2 separate regions of the Oryctolagus cuniculus genome follow, and region 2 is linked to region 1. The links are chromatin contacts, called in public Micro-C maps. All regions are on one chromosome and are shown on one strand. Each heading gives the region's core, a stretch centred on a gene start, on an enhancer-like site or on the middle of the called end of the contact. The rest is flanking DNA. Distances are from core to core; before and after follow the strand shown. Region 1 holds the start of MPHOSPH8 (M-phase phosphoprotein 8). Region 2 holds the start of PSPC1 (paraspeckle component 1).

Evidence for each region. Hi-C and Micro-C count contacts between places; a contact is called where the count stands out from the background.
Region 2: a Micro-C map of ear pinna shows a contact between it and region 1, with 6 times the contacts expected there. The contact joins the promoter of PSPC1 here to the promoter of MPHOSPH8 in region 1. A contact is called at or near these places in 2 of 6 Hi-C or Micro-C datasets (ear pinna and an unstated tissue).

The regions. Positions count from the first base shown.
Region 1 is chr9:90,609,830-90,613,961 of mOryCun1.1, reverse strand. MPHOSPH8 (M-phase phosphoprotein 8) reads right to left here and starts at 1,533. Exons shown (of 13, transcript XR_011378893.1): 1 at 1,139-1,533.
Region 2 is chr9:90,757,273-90,761,372 of mOryCun1.1, reverse strand. It overlaps PSPC1 (paraspeckle component 1), which reads left to right and starts at 1,401. Exons shown (of 9, transcript XM_008259953.4): 1 at 1,401-1,956. The coding sequence starts at 1,585.

The DNA.
Region 1 (4,132 bases), core at 284-2,783:
AGTCCATGCTTCTTCTCATTCCTCCCTACTCTCCAGTTCAGAATTCACTCACTCATTCAATAATCTGATTCATACTAAGCAATTAGCATAAGCTAAGCACTGGACTAAGTACCAGTGATGCAAAGATTAATTTAAAAAAAAAAAACCTATCTTTACTTAATGTATGCTAAACTGATCTGTATATAAAGAGAATCGAAAATGAATCTTGATGTGAATGGAAGGGGAGAGGGAGTGGATAAGGGGAGGGTTGCGGGTTGGAGGGACGTTATGTGGGGGGGGGGGGCCCACACCACCTAGTTTAAAGGAGTCCACAATCTAACAGAAGAACAAACATAAAGAAGGCTGATGCCTTAACAGAGGTCTATCCAAAGGGCAGTAAGGGCGGAGAAGAGAAAGCACCTCACTCCGTGGGCTTGAGGGCAGAGGAATCTATCCCCCAAAAGACTTGAAAAGCCGAGCAGGATTTCACCAAAGAAGGAAGAGAGCAGCCCAGGCCAAGAGGGCAGTGAACACCAAGGCACAACTGGGAGGGGGAATTTAAGTTTATTGTATAGCCACAGTCAAAACGCATAAGGGACAGAGGGATGATACCGATCAGGTTCTGAAGGCCTTTATAACGCCAGCCTCGTGGACGGGACTGAGATGTTATTTCAGGGTGAACGCTAATTCCATACGGTTTTCAACCAGGGAACGATTACGGTTTTGGCCAACACTGGACCGATGGCGAACAATGGACTGTGAACACAGCACCGTCTACGACTCTTGTCCAGCACGGGGCAGCAGCCCAGCTCTGTGCACAGATGACCACAGAAGTCCTTCACTAGTGGTCTGCCCTCTTGGGACGCCCACCCCACAGCCCAAACGGCTTCACCCCTTCTGCCAGAGAACTTCCTGGAGCATCCCCTTCACCATCACGGCCCAGGGAGTCCGTTCCGAAATGTCCCACTGCCTCGCCCACGACTTCGATTCGGCTCGGGCCGGTCCCTTCGCTGCTCCTGTTTTGAGTCTAGAAACGCGAGCGTCCCCGGCTCGCACCCTCTCGCCCGGCCCCTCACTCGGGACCCCTCCCCGGGCTGGCCCTCTCGCCGGGACGAGCGCCCCCGCCCGCCCCCTCACGCCGGGGTCCCCCTCCACGTACTCCCTCGGTCTTCATGTCCAGGATCTTCTCCACCTCGAACACATCCTCCCCGTCCTCCTCGCTGTCTCCAATGGCCTCCGCTCCTTTCGCGACTCCGTCCTTGTCTGGATCCGCGGCTCCAACTCCTTCGACTTCGTAAGACTCAACATTGCTGCAGGCATCGGACACAGGTACTGCGGTCACACTTGTCTCTTCTGCGACCGGCTCCACCGCCGCCATCGCAGGCGCGCCAAAAACCGCCCTGAAAAACCGGCTGCGACATACACCGCGGAGCCGCCTCGCGCTCCACGCCCGGCCTTAAGCCACTTCGGCGGCGTCACGAGGCCATGAGGAAGTCAGCCAATGGCCGGCTAGGCCATCCTGGACTGACAAGTACGGGAGCCAATCATAAATGCGGGGGCAGGGGAGCCGCGCGGAGCCTACGGGAAGCGGGAAGGCGGGCGGCGGAGCGCCCTGGGCGGAAGGACGGTGTTGGGGGAGGTGCAGGAGGGGTCCCCGCGGGGAGGACACGGGGCTGCTGCCGGTCCTTGTGGCTGGGCAGGGCCGGCACGGTGGCCGCAGGAGGGGGCACCGAGCCTGAGGAGGTGTCGCAGAGGCTCGGGGAAGTGGGAAGGGGCCCTGGGATAGGGGGCGGCGCCCAGGGACTGAGATGGGGCTGGACCTCAGGATTGTCTTGTAAAGGGACCCTGTGTGCTTGGCGCCACCGGAGCAGAGCGGAATGGCTGCCCAGGAATCCATATATTGTTTGGTTTACTGGTGTGAATAATCCAATCGTATATGTCTTCTGGCAGTTATATTTTAATGAGGTTGTTTAAAGATAAGGAAATTTATTGGCCTAATAAAACATGTCTTTCCCAAGTTCTAGTACCTTTTTTATCAGTTAAAAATATCAGAGGGAGGGGGTGCTCCCCCCGGAGACGTCTGCGAGTTGGTTTAATCCAGGTGCTGTGCTTGTAGGCCTGGGAGGCCACGGGTGGCGGTCTCTGTCACCCACGTGGGAGGCCCGGATAGAGTTCCCGGCTCCTGGGCTTCCTGGCTGGGGCATGAACCAGCACACAGAACACCCTCTGATGCCTGCTTAGTAGGTTGTGTAGCCCCTGCATGCCATATGGGCGCCAGTTGGAGCCCAGACTGCTGTGGCCTTGGAAAGCAGAGGAAGATGACCTTTGGCCCTGCCCCGACCTGGGAGACCTGGAAGAAGTTCCCAGCTCCTGGCTTCCGTTGCCCTTGGGCCATTAGATAGTAAACCAGCAAATGAAAGATTTCTCTTTCCCTCTGACTCTGCCTTTCAAATAAATAAATCTTTTTTTCTTTTTTAAAGAAATAGACTTACCTTTTTTTTTCTGTCTCCCTGCCTCCTCCCACCCCTCTGGTCCTACCTTTCCTATGAATAAAAGAAAACATTTTAAAAATCAGAGAAAGGCGTGATGAAAGGTTTTGTCCAGATTATTAGTAACTGACAGAGATAGTTGCCCACACGTAGCGAAATACTGCTAGGAAGATCTATTTAAGGACAAAATATTTTTCTCATTTCGAATTTCAAATAAGCAACTAAAATCTTTATGGCCATGAACTTTTCACAACACCAACCCCACAAAAAAATCTTTAAAAGAAAATGATGGCCGGCGCTGCAGTTCACTAGGCTAATCCTCCACCTGCGGCGCCGGCACACCGGGTTCTAGTCCCGGTCGGGGTGCCGGATTCTGTCCCGGTTGCCCCTCTTCCAGGCCAGCTCTCTGCTGTGGCCAGGGAGTGCAGTGGAGGATGGCCCAAGTGCTTGGGCCCTGCACCCCATGGGAGACCAGGAGAAGCACCTGGCTCCTGGCTCCTGCCATCGGATCAGCACGCCGGCCACGGCGGCCATTGGAGGGTGAACCAACGGCAAAGGAAGACCTTTCTCTCTGTCTCTCTCTCACTGCCCACTCTGCCTGTCAAAAAAAAAGAAAGAAAGAAAGAAAGAAAGAAAGAAAGAAAGAAAGGAAGGAAGGAAGGAAGGAAGGAAGGAAGGAAGGAAGGAAGGAAGGAAGGAAGGAAGGAAGGAAGAAAGAAAATGATTAGGCAAAGATAGGAACTGGGATGTTCAGTGTGCCAAAGTGTCTCCACAGATTATTTAATGATTATAGGGGAGTGCTGTCTTCACATTCAAAACCCACCGATCAATTTTAGCATTACTAAGAGTAGAACAAGCAGACTATGCCTCCCATTGAGGATCCCTAATCTATGGCCTTCAGATCTAATTTCCATTTTACAAGAACAAAAGGATCAGAGGAAAGGGAAACAATCAGACAAATCCAGGAAGTGGTAAACTCTGTTGGACAATTGAGTCTGTCTCAAGTCAAAGGAAGAAAGATGGTTCTAAATTTGTAAGAACTTAAAAAACAGGACAACATAGTTTAAGTATTTGTATTTTAAATATTAATGGTTCATTACACTATTCTCTGCTTTTATGAGATATGCTTTCTGAAATTAAAAAAATTATGGTAAATTATGGTAAAATTTTGTCCATTCAAAAATATATAAAATAGAAACGTGGAACCTAGCAGTTAAGATGCCCGCCTCCTACATTTAAGTGCCTGGGCTTGATGTTTGGCTCCAGCTCCGGCCTCTCTCGTGTCCCACTGTTGTAGACACTGGGAAGCCATGGAGATGGCTAACTTAATTGTGTTCCTGCCACTTGTGGGAGAAATTGATTGAGTTTCTGGCTCTTGGCCTTGGCCCCTGGCCCAGCCCCAGCTGTTATCAGCTGGGAAACAGTGTGTGTGGGGGGGTGTCCTTTCTCTCTCTCTTTCTCTGTCTCTTTCTCAAACTTAAAAGTAATAATTTATTTTTATTTATTTATTTTTTTTTTATTTTTTGACAGGCAGAGTGGACAGTGAGAGAGAGAGACAGAGAGAAAGGTCTTCCTTTGCCGTTGGTTCACCCTCCAATGGCCACCGCGGCCAGCGCACTGCGGCCGGCGCACCGCGCTGATCCAATGGCAGGAGCCAGGTGCTT
Region 2 (4,100 bases), core at 152-2,651, 150 kb before region 1:
GCCCTCTTTCTACTTTCTTTTATTATTTTAAAAGATTATTTATTTGAAAGAGGAGAAAGAGAGAATCGGTCTTCCATCCCCAAATGCCCAACTGCCCGGACTGGGCCAGGCTAAAATCAGGAGCTTCATCTAGTCTTCCATGTGGGTGCAGGGGCCCAAACGCTTGGGTTATCCTCAGCTGCTTTCCAGGTGCACTAGCAGGAAGCTCCATTGGAAGTAGAGCAGCCAGGAGGGGAATGGGTAGACATGAGAGGGCAGTGCAGGTGGTAGTATGACCTGCTGAGCCACAGTGCCCACAGAGAGGTGGGCATCTTTTTTTTTTTGACAGGCAGAGTGGACAGTGAGAGAGAGAAAGACAGAGAGAAAGGTCTTCCTTCCGTTGGTTCACTCCCCAGTGGCAGCAGCGGCCGCGCACCGCGCTGATCCGAAGCCTCCTGGTCTCCCATGCAGGGGCAGGGTCCAAGGACTTGGGCCATCCTCCACTGCACTCCCGGGCCACAGCAGAGAGCTGGACTGGAAGAGGAGCAACCGGGACAGAATCTGGCATCCCGAGTGGGGTGCCGGCGCCGCAGGTGGAGGATTAGCCTATTGAGCCGGCGCTGGGCAGAGAGGTGGGCATCTTAACCACCATCTTGATTGCTAGCCTAGATGTCTGTCCCATATGGGAGTTTTGTGAGAATATGTTATTTCACTCAGATTTAGGAATGGATTGCTGTTGTGAAGTATGCAAATATTTAACTTCATGAGAAACTGTTGAACTTTTTTGCAGAGTCCCAGGATCTGTTTTTCACACTCATTGAGGATTTACCTGTATCCGGAGCTGAATGGTACAGGGTTAAATAGTTGAGATGGACACTGTATGGCCTTCAATTGCAATTGGTTGCTACCTGCCCCTTTACAGAAAATGTTTGTTGACCTTTGTCACAAGTCTACAGCCATAGCAGTTCATGGCCTGTTTACACTAATTTTATAAGCAATTTCATGGAATCTTCTCAAGCCAATGATCAACAGCACAATTATTCTATAGAATTTGATTGCTTAGGAACCGTAAGCAGACTTTGCTGTTGAAACAGGAAAGATATTTATATTAGTGGGAAATATTTTGTTGATGAAGGCCACGTTTAAAATATGTAAGTTTTCCTGTGATCAATGATAACGGAACTTGATACTTAAAAGGGTAAATATGATACCGAGTTGTTTATACTTTCACACACCGTGGCACACATCACATAATTAGCCCCAGAAGTACAACAGGCCGGCACTTCAGCAAGACGGCAGGGTGCCTTCCACCATCCTAGGGGGCAGCCTGGAGGCGCACGACACTGCGCACGCGCAGGCGTCACTCCGGCGCCAGCCTTTGCGGAGGGGCGGGACTTGCCCCGGCGTCTCTTCTTCCAACTGCAGCTTGTGGCAGCGCCATTTTGAATGTGCGGCTGCCGCGGGTGTGAGTCAGAGGAGGCAGGACCACGGGCTGAGTTCCCTGGTTGTCTTTTGACTTTCTGACTGCGTTTCCATAGATATATGTAGAGACGTAGACACCTAAGAGCTAGGCCTGCATCCAGTTTCTGAAGCGAACTCACTAAGATGATGTTAAGGGGAAACCTGAAGCAAGTGCGCATTGAGAAGAACCCTGCTCGCCTTCGCGCCCTGGAGTCCGCCGCGGGGGAGACCGAGCCAGCGGCCGCAGCGGCCATGGCGCTCGGGCTGGCCGGGGAGCAGGCGCCGCCCGCTCCTGCGCCCGCCGAAGACCACCCCGAGGAGGAGATGGGGTTCACCATCGACATCAAGAGTTTCCTTAAGCCGGGCGAGAAGACGTACACGCAGCGCTGCCGCCTCTTCGTGGGCAACCTGCCCACCGACATCACCGAGGAGGACTTCAAGCGGCTCTTTGAGCGCTACGGCGAGCCCAGCGAGGTCTTCATCAACCGAGACCGCGGCTTCGGCTTCATCCGCTTGGTGAGTCTGGCGGCCCGCGCGAGGGAACAAAAGGGCCCTCGGGGCGACCCCCGACGCCGCGGCTCGGCGGCCTGCGGCCCCGCTTGCGGGATCGGAGGACCCCGGCGGCCGACGCCTCCCTCCCGGCACCCTGCAGGCCCCGCCGGCCGCGCGCTGGGTCCCCGGGTCCCGAAAGGGGGCGGTTCGGAGTGCGAATTCCTCGAGGCAGATCGTGTTGGAAAGGAAATGAATGGGACAGGAATGCGGGATGGACGCTTCGGCCTGATCGGATGTTTTCACTGGGCAGATTGGCTTTTTATTTTCCCAGATCGTCTTCTAGCCCTGCGTGCGTGTAGCGGTAAATAAACCGCGTTCTGCCTTAGCGCAGCCCTTTCCCGAGAGCGGTGATGGGACGGTTTGCAGTGGTTACGGATCTAATACAATATTTTTCCGCCAGACGTCCTTTGGGTGGGTGATAGGTATTTTATACTTGTGCTTCCTACTGTTAGAATATTTACTTAGATTTCCTAGTACGAGAATGAGAATATTGTCTCTTATCTCCTTTTAATCATTATGCAAACATCGTGTCTCTTAAAACAAAAATTTGAACGTCGAGGGTTTACACTCAGGGCACAAGATAACGACTTTTGCTAGGCTTTCTCTGTGTGCTTTGTGGTGAATTCATCAGTGTTAGTTTTACAGCGTTGTTGTAGTTCACAATTCGATGCCACATTTTCTTTTTCCCCAAACAGGATTTTTTTTAAGAGGGAGAGTGTCTTCCCCAGCAACTGAATTTTCTCTGTTGTATTTCTAGTTAGACCCTTAAGTTTGATACTCATTGCAGCTTGGAAACTTTCTTATTATAACTTTGACTTCCACAATCGAATTCTCTCTGTGTGTGGACAGTGCAGACTTTAATAAATAGAGAAAATTGATTGTAGTTAAATAATGCTGTCTTTTTTTGAATACCAACACTTGAACATCTAAGTGGTATTAATGAGACAAATTTCCTCAAAATTCAAGTTAAATAATCAGTGTATTTTGAAGACAAAATTGCAAACAAATTTTGGAAATTAGAGAAACAGCTTGTCACTCCGTAGAACTCTTTGTATAAATTTACAAATTATCTTAAGGAAGTGAGGTGAACTTTTCAAAAGGGTATTACGTAACATTCTCATCATCCTTTGCCTCTGGCACCATCTTCGTCTATTCTGAAGTTGACATTCTGTAGGAGGAAGAATGGAGAGGCTGCACTTTGCTCTGTCAAAAGCTTTATACTTAAAAATAAACCAATAAGCAATTCATTTTCATGGGGAAGTCTTTCTTTTTCTCTTAAAGGCTGCTAGTAGTAAATTCCTCCATTAGTGCATCAGCACTGTCCTGTAGAACTTGCTGCAAGGATGGAACTGCTGTGTATTTGTAAATGTAGATACTGTGGCTGAGTGGAATTTGAACTATTATGTATTCTTTCTTTAAATAGCCACATGCAGATAGGGCTACTCTGTTAGCACAGCTCATTGCTTTTCCTGCTTTGCATTTAAAAAAATATCTTTGTGTTATTAAGAAATGGGAGGCTGGCGCTGTGGCTAAGCCTCCGCCTGTGGCACCCGCATCCCATATGGGCACTGGTTTTTGTCTTCGCTGCTCCTCTTCCGATCCAGCTCTCTGCTGTGGACTAGGAAAGCAGTGAAGGATGGCCCAAGTGCTTGGATCCCTGCACCCATGTGGGAGAGTTGAAAGAAACTCCTGGCTTCGGATGGACCCAGCTCCGGCCATTGTTGCCATTTGGGGAGTGAACCAGTGGATGGATGGGAGACCTTTCTCTCTGTCTCTCTAATGAAAAAATAAACTCTTAAAAAAAAAAAAAAAAAGAAAAAGAAAAAAATAAAGAAATGAGAGATGAGAAGGATTGCTCCTTTGGGATGTGCTCCTCCAAACATACCCTAAATGCTTTGTGTAGGAATGTTAAAAATTTGTCACTAGGAAATTAGGATTTCCTTTACAGAATTTGACTTAATGGATAACTTGACAATTTAATCTGAGCTCAATGAGTACCAGGTAAATTTAAAATACATAAAATACATTTTTCTACTTACACAACTCATGGTCCATACTTGATCTGAAAATAAATATAGGTGTAGTGGCTTTAGTCCAGTGAGGTTAGT